Regions from separate parts of the Mus musculus genome. Here regions 1 and 2 are each linked to region 3. The links are chromatin contacts, called in public Hi-C and HiChIP or PLAC-seq maps. All regions are on one chromosome and are shown on one strand. The core of a region is the stretch at or near the end of the contact, and the rest is flanking DNA. Distances in the headings are between cores, read along the strand shown.

Evidence for each region. HiChIP or PLAC-seq counts read pairs in DNA pulled down with a chosen protein or histone mark. Hi-C and Micro-C count contacts between places; a contact is called where the count stands out from the background.
Region 1: a contact with region 3 is called in a Hi-C map of the N1E-115 cell line, with 2.9 times the contacts expected there. The contact joins the enhancer-like site here to the promoter of Stk3 in region 3. A contact is called at or near these places in 1 of 39 promoter capture datasets (the 3T3-L1 cell line), 1 of 484 Hi-C or Micro-C datasets (the N1E-115 cell line) and 2 of 9 other capture datasets (liver and pancreatic islet).
Region 2: a contact with region 3 is called in a CTCF HiChIP or PLAC-seq map of the NIH/3T3 cell line, with 13 read pairs. The contact joins the enhancer-like site here to the promoter of Stk3 in region 3. A contact is called at or near these places in 2 of 39 promoter capture datasets (the 3T3-L1 cell line and fetal liver), 1 of 15 datasets of contacts at CTCF or cohesin (the NIH/3T3 cell line), 1 of 484 Hi-C or Micro-C datasets (nephron progenitors), 1 of 115 datasets of contacts at active chromatin or transcription factors (the NIH/3T3 cell line) and 1 of 9 other capture datasets (adipose tissue).

What each region holds. Positions count from the first base shown.
Region 1 is chr15:35,351,405-35,354,869 of GRCm38.p6, forward strand. No RefSeq gene overlaps it. Among named protein-coding and RNA genes, the nearest start is that of Vps13b, 18 kb to the right of the region's middle. Within about 2 kb of position 2,142, at least 3 of the 459 cell types and tissues checked have an H3K27ac peak or open chromatin away from gene starts, as enhancers often do. A contact at or near this core is called in the N1E-115 cell line, where this site is marked.
Region 2 is chr15:35,019,364-35,023,051 of GRCm38.p6, forward strand. All of the region lies in intron 6 of Stk3 (serine/threonine kinase 3), which reads right to left. Among named protein-coding and RNA genes, the nearest start is that of Gm52204, 110 kb to the left of the region's middle. Within about 2 kb of position 2,393, at least 37 of the 459 cell types and tissues checked have an H3K27ac peak or open chromatin away from gene starts, as enhancers often do. A contact at or near this core is called in the NIH/3T3 cell line, where this site is marked.
Region 3 is chr15:35,153,780-35,157,367 of GRCm38.p6, forward strand. Stk3 (serine/threonine kinase 3) reads right to left here and starts at 2,027. Exons shown (of 11, transcript NM_019635.2): 1 at 1,748-2,027. The coding sequence starts at 1,773.

The DNA of each region.
Region 1 (3,465 bases), core at 892-3,391, 200 kb after region 3:
GGTCAGAGGACAACTTGCGGAAGTTAGCTCTTACCTCCTTCACCTTGTGGCTCCTGGGGACTGCACATAAACTTAGGTTGTTAGACTTGGCAGCAAGCACCTTTGCCGTCAAGGCTCTCTTACCAGTTTTACATCTTGCATTTTTAATGTTTTAAATAAAAGATAGCTAGGCTTTCCTATTTGTATTATTATGCTATCACAAGATACACAGCATCTGAGCAACAACTTTGTACAGTCGCAAGAGGATGGCATGAGAAGACAAACGGGATCTTAGTGCCAGAAACATCGTCTTGATAAAAGTTAAGGATGCCACACAGAATTCAAAAGTGGCATAGGAGTTGGGGGAGGGGAGCAAGTACTTGTAGCTGGAAAAGATTTCCATGGTTCGCTGTGGAAGAGATGTTTCTAGCTGCAGGACTGCTTTGTCAGTTTAGCATCATCAGCATCTTACTTGTGGCCATCTTCACTGACATCTGCTTGGACCACTTTGAAAGCTTTGTGGCAGGAACAAAAAATTAAAATTAATCGTTAGTCCCAGGCTATTATAAAATTATAGAGTTTTAGCAATTTTCTTTTTTCTTTTTCCTGGTTTTTCGAGACAGGGTTTTTCTGTGTAGCCCTGGCTGTCCTGTAACTCACTCTGTAGACCAGGCTGCCCTCAAACTCAGAAATCTACTTGCCTCTGCCTCCCAAGTGCTGGGATTAAAGGCGTGCGCCACCACGCCTGGCTAGCAATTTTCTTATGGATTGCTTTATTCATTCAATTTATGTGTGTTTACATGTTCCAGGGTGCAGGAGAAGCACTAGTGACAGAGGATGAGAAAGGCAAACCTGCTTATCAGAGCTCTCAGCTGAGTGGGAGATTCCACTATAATACATTTGCATTGAGTGAATTCATCTGGAAGGCCATGGAGGACAGAGCTACTAATGATGGCAGGTGGATGAGGTGGGCCATTGGTGGGTGGGGCGAAAGATCTCTAAATGAAGTCCCAACTACCAATACCCAGTGACACCTGAGCACAGAGAGAGTGAGAGACACAGCTCTGGGGTTAATCCGTCAGGTTTTTTGTTTTGTTTTGTTTTGGGTGTGGGGTGTGGGTGAGACAGGAACTTATTATGTAGACCAGGCTAACCTCAAACCTCAAACTCCTAGAGATCTGCCTGCCTCTGCCTCTGTTTCCTGAATGCTAGGATTAATGGTTCTGTGCCATCTGGCCCAGCTAATTCTGCAGGTTTGGGAAAGTGGGCAGGAGCTATTACAGGACAGTTTGCGTGCACACACACGCACACACACACGCACACACACAGAGAACATATCTTTCCTCTACAGCTGCATCTTGTCATTGCTGGGTCTGGTAGATTTAGCATCAGATGTCAGATAATCTCTCTGATACCTCCAGCTGACTCATCCTTTTCTGTATTTGTTTTTCTTTGTGACTCAATAACTGGGGTGAAGAGAAGGAGTAATTTAGATCATTACAACAGCTTTAAACCAAATACTGAGAACAGCTTTAGTAGCTGAGATAACTGTCTTTAAAGATGTAGCCAGACAACCTGTGTACCAGCACCACCTGCAGGGGGTGAGAAGGCCTGCACAGGCTGTGACACTCAGCAGAGACCTGGGATGCTAGAAAAGCAGGTTGGGGGACTTGTTTTGTTTCAAAATACTCGAATCCTTTTCTTCTTTCTTTCTCTCTCCCTTTTTTTAATGATCATCCTGGTGACTTCTACCTAGGCTTCTGAAAACTTGAGGGCAAGAGTCGTAAAATTAAAATTTATTATTGGTTCCAGGATATAATTAACGATCCTTTGGTGAGCATCTCCTGAAAGCCTAATCTCAGCATCTGAGGAGAACACGAATTTAACGGCAGCCCCTAGCCAAGCTCACGTACACTCTGAGCTTTACACTTACGCACTTATACTTAGAACTTTAAGGTGATAGGTAAATGTTAGTCTGTGGTGTATGCCTTGCTGCTGGGATACACATGTGCTGCAGGCAGACCACTTAAGGATGGGGGTCCAAGACAGGGAGTCCCCAGCCTGTGTTTCCCCGGGTGAGAAACAGCAGGGTCTGGGAAGGATGCTGTGGTTCTCAATCTCCTGTGTACCCAGACGCTACTGGGGACCCAGAGGAGTTGAGAACGGTGGTCTGAGAATCTTAGCATCCTGTATGCACCAGTCAAGAAGGTGATGGCAGGCGCTTGGACTGGGCAGAGTCCAGTTTGTTTCCCAGTGATGGCCGAGAGTACAGAAGGGTTGAAAGAGAGAAGGCCTTCTCTGAGCGATTTAGGGAGGATTTTTTACTACGAAGCCTCCCCTCCCCCCAGTCACTGATAAAGGAGATGATCCTTGTTTGTCCAAACTCACGGCAGATGTGAACGCATATGTCTTACTCAGGAAGAAGCAGGAAGTAAATACCCTTTGCAGGAAAAGATGCCCAGGAAGGGAGCTCATTGGCTGAACACTCAGGCCTCTCTAGACACCTCATTAGCATGGAGAACTCCAGGTTTTTATGCTATGTGACTGATTGTCATGGTCACTTCAGTGCTGTGTCATGGTCATGTGTTCCAGAACAGGTAAGTCTGGCCAGGGTCTGGTTCCAACACATGCTATTCTTAATTATGAGATTTTTCAGGGGTTTTGAACCTGTTTCCACCTTACAGGTCTTCTGTCTGGTGGCACAGTCCACTTGCCCCACAGGTAAAGTTAGGAACTGATTCTATCGAGGAGGCTCAGCCTTCTCCGGAGCAGGCTGGCCAGTACTGCAGCTGTTGTGTTGCTCTCCTACATCTTCCAGGGATGAAGGATAAAGGCTATTTCATAGCTTTTGTTTTAATTAGGTATTTTCTTCATTTACATTTCAAATACTATCCTGGAAGTCCCCTATACCCTTCCCCTGCCCTGCTCTTCAACCCACCCACTCCTGCTTCGTGGCCCTGGCATTCCCCTGTACTGGGGCATATGTTCTTTGCGAGACCAAGGGCCTCTCCTCTCATTGATGGTCTACTAGGCCATCCTCTACTACATATGCAACTAGAGACACAGTTCTGGGGGGGGGGTACTGGTTAGTTCATATTGTTAATACTCCTAAAGGATTGCAGACCCCTTTAGCTCCTTGGGTATTTTCTCTAGCTCCTTCTTTAGGGGCTCTGTGTTCCATCCAATAGATGACTGTGAGCATCCACTTCTGTATTTGCCAGACACTGGCATAGCCTCAACAAGAGATATCAGGGTCTTGTCAGCAAAATCTTGCTGGCGTATGGAATAGTGTCTGGGTTTGGTGGTTGTATATGGGATGGATCCCCGGGTAGGGCAGTCTCTGGATGGCCCTTTCTTCCATCTCAGCTCCAAACTTTGTCTCTGTAACTCCTTCCATGGCTATTTTGTTCCACATTTTGGGCTTCCTTTTCTTGAGTTTCATGTGTTTTGCAAATTGTATCTTGGGTACTCTAAGTTTCTGGGTTA
Region 2 (3,688 bases), core at 1,143-3,642, 130 kb before region 3:
AAGGGGATAATGTGAGGCCAGGAAAAATCAACCTATCCCTCTATTTTATAGATGTGAGGAAGAAAAGAGTGTCTGTGGTGCCTGAATGCAACGAACCTCAGAGCTTCACACGCTGATTTAAGAGAGTCTCCAGTACATGTCTGCACAGGGCATTATGGTGGGCAAACTAAGGAAGAAATGGGGTAGCCTGAACAAGACGTGCCTTATGAGCCTGAAACCCCCAGCTCAGATCTATCAGCCGGGTGGAGTTGATTCTAATGGATCTTTGTTATTTCCTAGTAGAAGGGGAGGAAGATGATCCGCAGCTAAAACACTTTAAGGTCAGATGTCTTCAGAAATGAACCCAGAGAAAACACTTTACAATCAAGCTTAACAAGTTTTTACTTTCATACTTCCAAGGATCCTAACTAAAAATTGACAAAAATTTATGTATGTCTTTCTATCACATCTCACATTTGGACGATGAGAACACAAAACCAATATATCCATCCATGCCTTGTCTGACAACAACTTCATAATACCTTTACTACCACAGCTCAAGCCCCTCCATCTCCTGCCTGACCAACTGAAGAGCAACATCTTCATTGTTTATCTTCCCTGCTCGTACCCTTGTGTGGCTACTAACCCTTCTCCATAAAAAGAACAGCTCATTTAAACCCAGCTAGAACACAGTATTCCTCTGTTTAAGATCTTCAATGGCTACAAATCTCAGAGTAAATGCTAACCATCAAACCATAGCTTATGAAGGAAGCCACAGTGGTCTGGTCCTCTGCTACTCCTGTATAACATCTATGTCTCTTGTATCTAACCTGGCTCAGCCATTTAAGCCACGTCACTGTTCCTTATACCAAATACTCTATTTAGATTCTCCTAAGGAAACATTCTTTCAAAAAAGATCTGCATGGTTTATTTATTTATTTGTTTATTTCCCTCCTTTATCTGTACTAACCCTAACAACCACCTTATCAAAATAGCCTTTCTCAACCTCTCTGTGTACATGTAATAACACAAACACATTTGTCATCCTGTGTCCCTCTTACAGTTATAAACCTTATCATCATTTTAAAATTTGTGCATATACAACTTAATACTTTTGTTATATAAGTACCTTGCAAAAGGCTGGATGCATTTCATTTATTGTTATATCTCAATGTCTAAAACACTGTGAGGAAAAAGCACTTACAAATGAGACAGGGCTGGGAGGGTAACTCAGCAGTAGTAAGCTGTTTGCCTCACAAGCCCAATGCTCTGAGTTTGATACCCAGCACTAAAAGACAAATGAATAAATAATGAATAAATCACTATACCTACATCTTAGCCTTTCTCAGGGGGGACTTAAAATATATAAAATCTTACAAAGAGATGGAACTGGATAGCTAAATAAAATGAATATTATATGTATATACACATATACATTCATAAACACACACGTTAGCTGGCTTTCTTAGGAAGATAGAAGACTTGGCAGGAAATGATTTAACTTCAGAAAGAATAAAATTTATATGAGTCATTGACAAACAAGTCAATCCACCTTGAAAGACTAGTAAGTACCAACAACTATGTGAAAAATGTTATAATAAAACCACATAATTAGGCCCAGAGAACAGGACTATCTTGCCAGTATTTGTTGTCATTGGCAAACATCCATATTAACTCAGCTTCCCCAATTCAAAATACAAATGGAATAGTGAATTGCCAACTCACTGGAGAGAAAGACTGTATTACAATCTGGGTTCATATTAAAGTTACCTCATTCTTTTCAACTTAGATCTGACCTACAGGAAAATTTTTAACAGATTCTACTGGACAAGTGCCATAGTAAAGTTTAAAATTAGCATTTCAGATGCTAACCTAAAGGATTTCCATTTTATTTCTCAAAACCAAACTAGGCTAAAAATAAAATATGATGAATTATGAGTATAAAGTGAATAAAAGAAACATTTTGTCAGGGAAAAAGAAAAGTGCAACACTGGTCCCTTCTCTCGTTTCTTTTGATTTCATTCATGCGTGGCCTGAGTCAGGGCTGAACACATGGCAGCTGTAAACTGATGAAGCTGATACTGCCCCTCTTCCCTTCAGTTCCATTATGGAAACCTACACACACGAACATGCACAACAGGGCTTCATGTAGCCCAGGCTTCAAACTTTCTATGTATCTAAAATAGCCTTGAACTCTGGTCCTCCTGCCTCTACCTCCTGGGTGCTAGGGTTCCAGGTGTACAGTACCACATTCATTGACTTACCCCATCATTGTAAGAACTCTTTCCCTGAAGACATGTGAATAATTGAGTCCCTGTCCCTTATAGGTCATCCACCATAACTTAAGTAGGATGCACCAAAGTCCAAGTTGGGAAGCCAATAAGTTTATTGGGCATGAGTCAGGGTGGGTTATACATAGAAGCCTGACTATGAAAAATACTCACTGCATGATGTATATCCACTTCTCCACATCTGACAGACAGAGACCTGCCCTTGTAAACCTCCCAATACCATGAGGCCACATGCAATTGGAGCAGTACGACATATGGTGGCTGGGAGGTACAGAAGAGTGTAGACAGACTCTCAGGTGAGAGTCTGATGGCCCACTCTTCTTCCTCTTCCTCCTCCTCCTCCTCTCAGGGGTCTCTTATAAGAAGTCACAGCTAGCTGCTCTGATGAACACTCTGGCCGCTGTGCTCAGAAGGTGGTACTCCACAATGAACAGAGACATGTCTCCCTTCTGAGTTACTACATGTGCAAAGAAAATCGAAATACTCCCATTTTATACAAGAGCGTTAACTTCATTAATACCTGCATGTCACAAAACATTGCATTTCCTTTACAAAAAAAAATGCACTAGCTGCTGTACATCTGTGTCAATAAACTCATAATTAGAAAAGTCACCCAAATATAATGAAATGTCTGAGCTTGGGGTTTACTGGGTGGTGGGAAAGCTCAGGATGTTCTCAATGGAGACTGTTTAGAGGAGAGATGGAAGAAACTGTAAGTAACAACGTAACACTGAGCAGAAAGGGGGCAAAGATAAATACCTAGAAGCACATACAAATAAAGTGTGGCTAAAACGAAAGGCACGGAAACAGAAAGATACTCAGAGCCAAAGGCCTTCTATAACACTCTTAAGAATCTGACTACTAACTAGCCTCACACTTGTAAAACTGCTTCCTGATGGAGAGGTTTTGAAGGGAACAGGATGATCTGTGTGACTTAGGATGATAAATCTAGCAGTGTTGTGAAATTGACTCTGGAGAAGACAAAATGGAGGACTACTATTTAGAGTGATGTAGAAATGCAGAGGGAAAAATACTAAGTCCGAAAAATGGGAATAAAGAACTCCTAGAAGAGTAATGCATTTAGTAAGTACTGAGTAATGGAAGTCTGAATTATCTCTAGCTATGGGGACTGGGCAGGAAGAAAATGTCAATAGAACTTGACTAATAAAACTGGAAGATTAGACAAAAGCTATTTTCCAGACTCTTGAATTTGGCAACTGGTAGTATGAAAAACAATGGAAGATACTGAATTAAAGCTTGAAACAAATGTGTGAATATTAGATTTTAAGTGTCTCAACAATATAGAAAATAATTATCTAGACAGGAACTAAAAATGAGTACAGGACTCAAGATCGACAGCCATGGGGGTGGGGGAAATCAAGAAATGAGACATCAAAGAAGTCAAAAGAGGCAAGGGT
Region 3 (3,588 bases), core at 777-3,276:
AAAGGAGAGAAACAACTCCTGTAAGCTGTGCTGACTTACACACACGTCATGGCCTGGGTTTACAGAAACACACACACATGAGGTGGAGGGCAGGGATACCAAATCAACAAAATGGAATTTTAAAAACAATCCCTTCCTGCACAGGAACTATATCCTAGTCCCAACTATTCCTGAGTCAAAGGCAGAAGGAGCTCTTAAACCCAGGCACTCAAGCCACACTGCACAACATATGAGGGGAAAAACAAAAGAACTAAAAGAATTGCATTTCTAGATTAAAATGAGTCTTTGAAGAAATGGAAATTTAAAATGTAAAGTTTTATGTGCAAGCATGGCTTTGTAAAGTATAAGTCACGATGGAATTGTCACCCACAACTTCTGATTGTCCAGGTTCACTAATGTCAAGTGCAGGCATTTTCTTACAGCTATAATGAAACTGATAATTTACAGTACAGCCAACCAGCACAGATCTTTTATTTCAATTCAGTCATTCCAGCTGGCCTATGCCATAGTCTCAAAGATCTCCCCTTTACTGCCCTTCCAAAACAGAAAGAAAAAAAAGTTTCAGGTTTTCTTCTGTTATTGTGGGGAAGGCGAGTATCCAGGGACTACCAGAGGAAAGACACCAATAACATGCTAGAATCTAACAACTGACTTGCTTCCAGGGCCCAGAAGGATAGCCTGTCCCTTCTGGGAAACTGTCCACATCCTCCCCTTTTTTGCATCTGAACAGATGGTTTCCAGAAACCAAGGCTCACATGTCTAATCACACAATTCACAACGGTTCTCAAAGTGCCTACCTTTTTAACGATTCCACCTCATGAGTCTAACACCTTACATCTAAATATCTCTAGATATTAGAGCACATGAAGACTTTAATCTTCACTATAGCACTCTCTTAGACAGTTTTGTAAATTATAAATGAAAGTGAGGTTAAATGTTTTACCCAGCGTCAAACAATTATTTTATTCATTCATGGAGAACAGGGAGAAGACATTATGAACGTTTATCAATGGACATTTAGTTTCCTAAGATGATTGAAATGATTAGTTCAAACATATTGTACACAGATGCATCCAATATGTCCATGATTAAACATAAACAATATATAGCATACCAAAGTATCACTGTTTTTATGTGCAAAACTATATGGGGGAGAGGTTCTAAGTTAACATTCCATCTATCTTGGATCCATAAATTCTTTAGAACTTTGGGGGGAGGGGGGAAACACCTGTCATTGCTGCACATCCATAATGTTTTACATTCTGCGTGGCTATTAATATACTTAATTCCTTAAACTGTAAATAAGCGATCTGTCTTCACAAAGTGAATGGTTATATTATTAAGAAGACTTGATCGAGAGAGAGAGAGAGAGAGAGAGAGAGAGAGAGAGTGTGAGAGAGAGAGAGAGAGAGAGAGAGAGAGAGAATAAGAGAAGCGTGCATTGATGTCCTTATCTCCAGGTTTCTGGAATTTACTACTCAAACCCTCCTAGCCACCAGAAGGGCCGGGAACCCAGCGAGGGCCACTCAATTTGCGGCGCACCAGGCCCTCAAGACGTCGGCACGGAGACTCGGCGTCCCCTCTGGGTCCCTGGCCTCGCAGAGGGACGGAGCCGAACGGTGGGCGCCTGGACCAGGCTGCGCTCAGCGCCGAGCAGGCGGGGACAGGGTCGCGGCGGCAGGCCGGGCCTAGTAGCCCCCGCCCCGCGCCGCTGCTTCCGTCCTCATCCCGCTCCCGCCGTCGTTACCTCTTGGACGCCGGCGGCTGCTCCATGGCGGCCGGTGGCAGAAAGAAGGGCCGAATGGACCGTGAAGGCCGTAGGGAGGAAAGGAGCCCGGGAGCAGCCGGCCGAACGCAAGGGATCACACCGGGAAACTCGAACCAACTTTCACGTAACTCCGCGGCGGATCTCCCTCCCGCTCCTCAACGCGGTTCCTCCCGGCCGCCCCGCCCCGCCCCTCGGCCGTGGCCTGCAGCTCCGAGCTGGTGGGAAGAGGCCGGCGCAGCGAGGGTGGGCGGGACGGAGCGCGGACAGGGAGGGTGGGCGGAGCGTGTCCCGGGAAAGTGGGCGGAACCTAGCGCGGTCCAGAAGAGTGGGCGGGCCCTAGCTCAGCCAGGGATAGTGAACAGGATGCGCCCTGGAAGGCGGGCGGGCCTTAGCAGGGCTAGGGAGGGTGGGCGGAGCGCAGCCCGGGAAGGGTGGGCGGGTCCAAGCGCTGGTGAGAGTAGTGGAGAAAGGCCACCAAAAGGAGTGCCCAGCTCAGAAAGAAGATGTCTTGCTACCAGAGTGAGACTTTGGCAACCCAAAAGCTACTGTGCTGGTGGAGGGGTGCTAGTCCACTAGAGATTTGACTCATTTCTCAGGATTCCCCAAGAATACATGCCAATCATCTTGTAAATCTGTTTGAAGTAAAACTGCCCTCACTTCCCTCTCTTGTCCTGTTTATAATTATTAGTTATTATTAGCTACGTTCCCCTGCCCCCCAAGCCAATTGGCATTTGTAACTATAGTAGTTGGGATACTTCTGGAAATTCTGGTTGATTTTGATTGTATACAAGCATAATAATTACAGTCCAATGACAGAAAATATTTACTGCAGTGATCTCTTGGTGCACAAATTTAGAACACCAGAGTCTTGCTGGATGCCCTGTTGGGTAACATGGAAAGCCCATGACTAGTTATAGTGCTTGGAAAAAGATACTAAAGGAATATCTTTCTTTTTTTCTTGGGTCCCCGACCCCGACAGCCCTAACCCCCATTGAACTTGACCCCTTACACATTCATTTGTCTACTATTTAACCATAAAATACACACACACATCTTCTCACAACTATACAAATGAGTTTGCTTATTTTTTTTTCTAGAATATTCTTTAAAACGAATTGGGCAAAGTTTTCTTAGAGGTTGGAGCCATGTGTATGAAGTCAATATTAGTCAAAATGAGTATCAACTGAAACTAAATAAGACACACACCTTGATATCTATTTCATCTACTCAGGACAATAGGAACAATAACAAAAACTAAGTGATTAAAATGTCAATACTGGGCCATGAGGGGGTTCTGTAAGCAAAGGCACTTGCCACACAATCCTGATGAGTCTACAAGTGTAAAGAGAGAACAGACTTTACAAAGTTGTCCTTGGCTTACACACACACACACCCTTGCCACATCTCTCTCACACATGCACACACTTCCACACCCTCATCATGCACACACACAGTAATGCCAGCCTTTATATATATGAGTATGCTGTAATTTTCCTCAGACATACCAGAAGACGGCATCAGATCCCACTACAAATGGTTGTGAGCCGCATGTGGTTGCTGGGAATTGAACTCACATCCTCTGGAACAGAAGTCAGTGCTCTTAACCATTGAACCCCAGTACCAGCTTTTAAAATGTCAGTACTGGGAATCACCACTGAAACTCTCCTGCCCACCTCGCATTCTCCTAACTTCCACATCAACCTCATTTTTTTCCTGTTTCAGCAGAAAGCATCTTGAGAAGTTCATCTCATGATTTTTTTTCAATTTATCAAACATTAAGATGGGCTCAGTTTATCATCCTTTACAATGGGTTCCTTGTC